Regions from separate parts of the Sus scrofa genome. Here region 2 is linked to region 1. Evidence: chromatin contacts called from public HiChIP or PLAC-seq data. All regions are on one chromosome and are shown on one strand. The core of a region is the stretch at or near the end of the contact, and the rest is flanking DNA. Distances in the headings are between cores, read along the strand shown. Region 1 overlaps SGMS1 (sphingomyelin synthase 1). Region 2 has its middle 87 kb from the start of MINPP1.

What was found. HiChIP or PLAC-seq counts read pairs in DNA pulled down with a chosen protein or histone mark.
Region 2: a contact with region 1 is called in an H3K27ac HiChIP or PLAC-seq map of alveolar macrophages. The contact joins two enhancer-like sites. A contact is called at or near these places in 2 of 2 datasets of contacts at active chromatin or transcription factors (alveolar macrophages and skeletal muscle).

The regions. Positions count from the first base shown.
Region 1 is chr14:99,198,233-99,202,552 of Sscrofa11.1, reverse strand. All of the region lies in intron 1 of SGMS1 (sphingomyelin synthase 1), which reads left to right. Among named protein-coding and RNA genes, the nearest start is that of SGMS1, 16 kb to the left of the region's middle. Within about 2 kb of position 2,077, at least 4 of the 83 cell types and tissues checked have an H3K27ac peak or open chromatin away from gene starts, as enhancers often do. A contact at or near this core is called in alveolar macrophages, where this site is marked.
Region 2 is chr14:99,484,929-99,488,973 of Sscrofa11.1, reverse strand. No RefSeq gene overlaps it. Among named protein-coding and RNA genes, the nearest start is that of MINPP1, 87 kb to the left of the region's middle. Within about 2 kb of position 2,548, at least 3 of the 83 cell types and tissues checked have an H3K27ac peak or open chromatin away from gene starts, as enhancers often do. A contact at or near this core is called in alveolar macrophages, where this site is marked.

The sequences.
Region 1 (4,320 bases), core at 828-3,327:
GAGTGGTGGTAACAGCCTGTTCAAAGGCCCTGAAGTGATTAGGAACTACACATAGACTAGTGCGGTTGACATAGTTCTGTATGGTGGAGGTACTTGGCCATACAAAGTTATATCTTTTAAGCTCTGTAACAATTAAGTGTGGGTATCATTCAGAGAGCAGTGGGATAAAATGCAGGATTTCAGAGATGGGACTCACACAATTTAAGAACTTCTCTTTGACATTCTATGGAGAATGCACTTGGCCTTTGGGTGGGACAGTAAGTACAGGAACATCATCAAGGAGGCTGTGGTAGTAACTCAAATGAAATGTGGGGTTGGCTCAACCATGGTGTGTACCTGAAGTAGAGCGAAGTAAATGGACTCAGGATGTACTTCAGAGGTACAATTGGCAGAACTTGGGCCCTTGATAACACTACTTTTTTTTTTTTCTTTAAGTGATGGTTCTTTTTCAACTCAATAGCTGAAGAATGGCACCTTATTGATTTTATCTTTCTTTTTCCTTAACTTGTGAGATTGACTGTTTTGACTCCTTTTCTCATGTGTGTATGTAATTGGCCTATTTGTAATCTTTGTTTAAAGTCTTCTTAACTGATTTTTTTTTTAATTTTATTTTTTTTTTGTCTTTTGTCTTTTCGTTGTTGTTGTTGTTGTTGCTATTTCTTGGGCCGCTCCCGAGGCATATGGAGGTTCCCAGGCTAGGGGTTGAATCGGAGCTATAGCCACCGGCCTACGCCAGAGCCACAGCAACGCGGGATCCGAGCCGCGTCTGCAACCTACACCACAGCTCATGGCAACGCCGGATTGTTAACCCACTGAGCAAGGGCAGGGACTGAACCCGCAACCTCATGGTTCCCAGTCGGATTCGTTAACCACTTCGCCACGACGGGAACTCCCAACTGATTTTTTTTTTAAGGGCTGTACCCAAGGCATGAGGAAGTACCCAGGCTAAGTGTTGAATCAGAGCTGTAGCTGCCCGCCTACACCACAGCCACAGCAGTGCGGTGTCTGATACATGTCTGCAACCTAAACCACAGCTCACAGCAATGCCAGATCCTTAACCCACTGAATGACGCCAGGGATTGAACCCAAGTCCTCATATACTAGTCGGGTTCATTTCCGCTGAGCCACGAAGGGAACTCCCTCTTAACTGATTTTTAAGAACTCTTCATATTTGCAGTCTGTGACAGGTTAAAAAAAGTTTTGTCTTTTAATTTCACTTATGGGGTTATTTTGGTTGGTCTTTTTATGGTTATCTGATTTCCCATGTGGGTCGATGTTAGATATTTCATAAATGCCTGTGAACTTGCATTGAGTTGAGAGAACACTTTACATATGACTCATTTTGAACTTAATTTAGTACAATATAACAGTGATACATGTTCAAAGCTTTATAAGAGTAAAGAACTTATTTCATCTAATGCATACTAGCCTTAACTGTCCTTGTTCAGATCTTTTAATTTTATCATGCCTTTTAAAAAAGTTAACTAATTTTACAACTTCTGTAATTTTACATAATATTTTTATGGTTCAGCTATCGTCATTGATTTAGCTGCAAGATTCTAATTTTGTTGCATTAAGTTATAGTTTTGGAAGCCAGAAAATAAAGCTTTTTACATTTTTTATATCAAGCCATTATAAATATTTTAGTGATTGTCTAAGGTTAGTGCTTCTGATAAACTGTGTGCTCTTTAATTGTAGACTTTTATACTTCTTTGAGGTCCTACACTCTAGACATGGTCTTGTTTAAGTGACTTTAGGATAGTTCAGATATGCCGTATGTTTGCCTGGAGAACTGTGGAAATGGCTGTGTTGCTCATTATGGAGTCACTAGATACACATTAGAGTCATGGGTATAAGGGAAGGAGCATCAATTTATGGATTAGGGGGAAGAAAAAAAAAGGTGTTCTAGTCCCTGTAATTCCATACCTAGTTGTATTGCTTAGGCACATGATCTCTATTAGAGATCTCTGTCTCCAAAATCCTTCATAATTTGGGGTTAAGGTGCTGTGATGAGTCTATAATTTCATAGACTTTCTGCTGCCCCCTGGTGGTATCCTACCTTAGTCCAAGGCTAGATCTGCAGTCCCTTTGTCAACAACCTGAGCCTGTGCTTCAGTGCTGACCTGTGTGATGGGTGAGCGTCATCCTTCTGTGCAGTGGAGCTTTGGTGCTACTGACCATTGGCCAGTTGATAAAGGAGCTCGGTGAAGGTGGGCCCTGGAGGTTTGGGAAATTATCAGATAGATAGAACCAAGAAGTCATGGTCAGTGGTAACGGGAGAAAAGCTGATGAGTTGATGGATATTTATTTTTAAGAGTTGGTATAATTGTTGTCAGAAAAAAATGCTTAATGCATCTTTTTTGAGTATGGAGGTGAAGGTAAAGACACCTTAATTAACACTTGCTTTCCCTGAAATCCAGGAGCCCAGGGAAAGGAGACTGTCAGGGGACAAATTTATGGGGGAAAACTAGAACATGGCGAAGACCACAGGGTGTACCTTAAGGTGTCATCAATTTAGAATTTACCCCTTTAGAGGGTCTCTAGTCTGAAAATAGTTTAAACTTATCCAGCTATTATTAAAGTAGTATTAGGCATTTATTTTGGGACTGTAGACTTGAACTTGATTTCCTCTCTCCAGGCCTATCAGTTGCTGCTAATTTTGAAACATGGTGATAGTCCCCAGGGTCATCTTCCTTAAATTAGCTCTCCTCTTACCTCAGTGAGTTAAGTATATTTTTCTAAGTGTAGATTTAGGAGAGATTTGGTAGATTTTTTTTTTTTTTTTCTTCTCATTGAAATGAAAAAGCTTTGGTTTCCCAGCTACTGGAGATTTCTAATCCTCAGTGACAATAAAACTTCACTCGAGTTAAGGTTTTTTATCTTATATTAAGAAGTTGTGTTCTTTTTTTTTTTTTTGCCTTTTTGCCTTTTCTAGGGCCCCTCCCATGGCATATGGAGGTTCCCAGGCTAGGGATCTAATTGGAGCTGTAGCCGCCGGCCTAGGCCACAGCCACAGCAACTCGGGATCTGAGCCGAGTCTGTGACTAACACCACAGCTCATAGCAAGGCCAGGGATCAAACCCACAGCCTCATGGTTCCTAGTCAGATTCATTAACCACTGAGCCACGACAGGAACTCCAAGAAATTGTGTTCTTTTCTTTTAGCCTACTTTTAATGTTACCATCACTAGGCAATTCCCAATTTAAATATACTTTAAATTAGTTTTATCTTATTATTATGCATGGTGATCAGGGCCCCAGGCTTCCAAAGTCTTTAGGTTATTAAAAGTAGTAATGCTTCTGAGTAAAATCATCAGCACACATCTAACTAAAAATTTCCAACAATTTCTAGGTAGTGGCAGCATTACTTCTGGGAGAGAAGTAATTTAGAAAATGAAATATTAAACCTTCTAGGACATTTTGATGGTGTATAAGAGAAAAATATATTTGAAATCTGAGCTGCCTTAGAAAATCTGGAGAAATGGTTACTGTATATAAAATGTATCTAGATTTTATAGTACTATTATTCTCATCATTGCTTTAGTATTTAAAAAGCACCATTTAGTGTGACTAAAAATACAATAGAAATTCTGCTTTTAGATTCTGTAAGGAGGGGAAAGATCTTTTTCCCCTACTCATCTTAAGAGTCCTTGGCAGGGGTTTCATATCTTAGACCGACAGAAGACAGACTAACAAGAGAAGGGCAAGCAAGTTTAATAATGCTTATAGCATATACATATGAGGGGAGAATTAGTGATCAGTAGCTCAAAGGGCTGGTAAGAACTTGGGTTTATGTAGCATCTTAAAAGAATAATCAATTTTTAGAGTAGTGATCAAACCTTTGAGCTTCTTGAGGAAGCAAATGTGAGAAGGCAAGTATATGAGAAAACTAGTAGTAGATAAGGGCTACCAAGGTTCGTCCAGTGCCACCCTGGGCTGATAAGTCTTTAGACGCTTAGGTTGTCTCTAGTGGTCAAGTTCTGTCCTTCCTGGTAGAGCAGGGAGAGGAAATTCTTTGACAAATTCATGACCTACTTCTGGGCAAATAGGGGGAGGGCTTGTCTTGTATCTGCTTCTGTTGCTGAACCCAAGTTTGTGTGCCTGACACGCAATGAGAAAAAGAACAGCTGAATTGTCAGTGTGTGGAGCAGAGAAAGGTTTATTGCAGGGCCAAGCAAGGAGAATGGGCAGCTGGTGCTTATCAAGCCTGAAGTCCCCTTTGGAGGGAAGGGTTTTTATAGGCAAAATTCGGGAGGAGGGCTGCTGGGTGTGTGACCATCCCTCTGCTTGGTTGGTAGTGAGGCAACAAGGTGATGCTCCA
Region 2 (4,045 bases), core at 1,299-3,798, 290 kb before region 1:
TGAAGGAGTTTAGGGTGAGGAGCATCTGGCAGCAAATATGAGGGTGGGAATGGCTGAAGCATTGGTGCTAAGGTGTGTCAAATAAGACTCTGAATTCACCATGATAACAATGACTTTCTCGGAGTTCCCATCTTGGCGCAGTGGTTAACGAATCCAACTAGGAACCATAAGGTTGCGGGTTCAATCCCTGGCGTTGCTCAGTGGGTTAACAATCCGACGTTGCCCTGAGCTGTGGTGTAGGTCACAGACGCAGCTCGGATCCCACGTTGCTGTGGCTCTGGCATAGGCTGGCAGCTGTAGGCTGGCAGCTACAGCTCTGATTCGACCCCTAGCCTGGGAACCTCCATATGCCGCGGGAGCTGTCCAAGAAATGGCAAAAAGACAAAAAAATAAAATAAAATAAGATAAAAGTAAAAATAATGACTTTCTCATTGGAGGCCCTTGTTATAGTCCATAACCTGCCTACAAAAATGACTTCTTTTTAATGTATAGTGATAAGTGATAGACTTCAACATTTTGATGACTGCCATGCTTTAAAATGGGAATAAAGATAGCTATTATATCTTTTTTAATTTATTTATTTATGGCTTTTTAGGGCTGCATTTGCAGCATATGAAAGTTCCCAATCTAGAGGTTAGATCGGAGCTACAGCTGCCAGCCACAGCAACACAGGATCCAAGTCGCATCTGTGACCTACACCACATCTCACAGCAACACCAGATCCTTAATCCACTGAGCAAGGCCAGGGATCAAATCCACATCCTCGTGGATACTAGTCGGATATGTTACCGCTGAGCTGCAACGGGAACTCTGTACTATATTTTTTAATTTGACAGAGCAAAGCAGATAATAATGAAATGGTATTTATCAGAATAGCAATCTTTTAAAATCCAAATGCAATAATATGATCTATGTACTTGGCTATTGTGATGACATATAGCATGTAAAATATTAAGATGTCTAATATTTAATTCATTTCAATCATATCAGTCTGTCAAGATATAATAAATCAACAAGTCTACCAACAACCCCCTTGCAAATATTCTCTATTGAACTACTCATAGTTTTTAGAAGTAGTCATGAAACTTGAAAATTGCCTCTAAATTAGCATAGCTACTCACACATTATTTCTACCACCAACAAAGAAATGCCACTGTAACAGTTGCTGAATAGTTTTTATGCAAAACTGATGTTAGTGACAGATTTTTAGGCAAGTAATTTGTCTTAACACGTGTCATTTTATTTGTAAAAACTCCCAGGGCTAAAAAAATGAAGTTTCAAAAGTTATTTACTTTCTCTCCTGGAAAGGTAGAATAGATGTAAAATAACCAACCAACAGTCCTGTGTGATGGTCTTTTAAATTCAGAATCATAGCATTGTTATAGAGGTGAAATAAAAGCTATTTTCCCTGTACCTCACACCCCAGAAAGAAGTGAAGTTCCCCAGCCCTAGTAAGGACTGAAGAACAAATACACTGAATGGGCATACATTTGTCCACTGATATCCATGGGGGACTAGTTCCAGGACCCCTCAAGATATTGAAATCCACAGGTACTCATATGCTATGTACTCATATGCTATATACTCATATACTCAAATACTAATATAAAAGTATAGTATTTGCATATAACCTAGCACATCATCCTGTATACTTTAAATCATCTTTGGATTACTTATGATACTTAATACAATGTAAAAGCTATATAAATAGTTGTAAATACAATGTGAAATACTATGTAAGTAATTGCCAGCATATGGTAAATTGAAGTTTTGCTTTTTGGAACTTTATGGAATTTTTTTTTTTTTTTTTTTTTTTTGTCTTTTTAGTGCCATATCTGAAGTATATGGAAGTTCCCAGGCTAGGGATCAGATTGGAGCTACAGCTGTGGCCTATGCCACAGCCAGAGCAACACGGGATCTGAACCGCATCTTCGACCTGCACTGCAGCTCACAGCAAGGCTGGATCCTTAACCCACTTGAGCAAGGCCAGGGATTGAACCTACATCCTCATGGATACCAGTCAGGTTCATTTCCGCTGAGCCACAGTGGGAACTCCCTGGAATTTTTTTTTTTTAATATTTTCCCTCTGCAGTTGGTTGAATCTGTGGATTCAGAGCCTACCAATACAGAGGACCAGCTACACTTTATTTGACTTTATTTGATTTGATGATGCAACATCTTACAAAGGGGAGCAAATTCAGAAGACTCCTAAAAGAAAATTACAGTGCTAGCCCAGTTCCCCCCTACCACCAAACTTTGAAACATAACAGTTGTATACAGTGGAGTTGCCTGACTGCAAGATCTGAGAAGAGAATCTCTCGTGGCCCACCTGTAGTCTGCCCCAGCAGATGGACATCCAATTCCTTTCAAACATTTCAATCTCAGCCTCTGTCCTAGGCACAGAAGACCAAAAAGTAATGTTATGTTCCATAAGGGACTCTCAGTCAAATATGAAAAAATATAAAGAGTTGAATCTGCTGGCGGACGTGACAACCGAAAGATGTGAAGCAACCAATCTCTGGCCAAAGTGGATGAGGCAACCAGCCTTAATCAAAGGAAGAGGAAGCTGGTGTCCAGAACCTAAATGGCTTGAAATTGGTGAGGAAGGAAGCAGGAAGTAGGGCAAAGATGGACTGTGTCCAACTTCCCTTGATTCAACTCTCCCCTGTGAAGAAAAAAAACACACTCACTCCTTGGGGCAATCAAAATGTCTTTGCTCTTGTGACAGCTTCTCTTGGTGTGTTGGGGGGAGCTAGGAGCTCAGAGGTGCTGGGGCCCATTCAATTCTTGCCTCTGACAGAGCTTTAGCCAGACATCTGGGAGTACACCAAATTCTTTCTCTTTCCATTTGTGCTGCTTAAAACCAACTGGTTGTAATATTCTTGAAATTTTACATTGACTGTATACTGTATTGTTTAATGATTTCTTCATCTGTGAAGTGGGGGTAATGGCAGTATCTGCTTCAATGAGTTGTAAGGTTAAAGATAGATGGAAAGTGTGTAAGTATATATAGGATATAAGTGTGTGTGTGTATATTTATATATGTGTGTGTGTATATATATATGTATGTATATATACAATATAAAGTCCTGCTTTATCCACAAGTTTCTATACCAGTGCTTTTCATTTTCTACAAAAACCATCATTGTTGAGTTCCCGTCATGGCTCAGTGGTTAATGAATCCGACTAGGAACCATGAGGTTGTGGGTTCCATTCCTGGCCTTGCTCAGTGGGTTAAGGATTTGGCGTTGCCATGAGCTGTGGTATATAGATTGCAGACCCGGCTCAGATCCCAAGTTTCCGTGGCTCTGGCGTTGGCCGGCATCTACAGCTTCTAGCCTGGGAACCTCCATATGCCGCAGGAGCGGCCCTAGAAAAGGCAAAATAAAGACCAAAAAAAAAAAAAAAATCCAAGTTCTGAAGCTGGAAAATATCAAGGAAAATGGATTCTCTCCTAGAGCCTCCAGAGAGGAATGCAGCCCAGAAGACAGACACTTTCAAACATCGAAGACAGTTTGTAAAAACCCAAGTTCTGCTTCAAAGGCAGAGCCTGAGCCTGCATTTCTAATAAGCTCACAGGTGATACCAATGCTGCTGGTCCACGAACGTCCCTCCTTAGCCCAGCTGTACACTAAAACATTGGGCAGTGCTCACCATGCTTCCTGGCCTATCCTCCCCATCCAGTCACCTCTCAGACCTCATTTATCCTTGCTTTCCATACAGAGCCCACTCGAGCTGCTCCAGTCCCCTCTCTTTTCTCAAACAGGTATGGTCCTTCTGCCTGGCTTTGCCCTGTTTTTCCTTCTGCCTTTGGTCACCTGAATGGCTCACTACCTTACTTCCTGCGGGTCTTTATCTTAATGTCATTTTCTTAGTGTGAACTTCACGGACCATCCCATTTGACATTGACCCTGCTTTTCCCCCAGAATTCCTTCTTTCCTGCTTGATTTTTCCTGTTAGTCTCATCTCCATCAATACACACTGTATTCCTTTAAAAAAAATTTTTTTTGGCCACGCCCTTGATGTGTGGAAGTTCCCAGGCCAG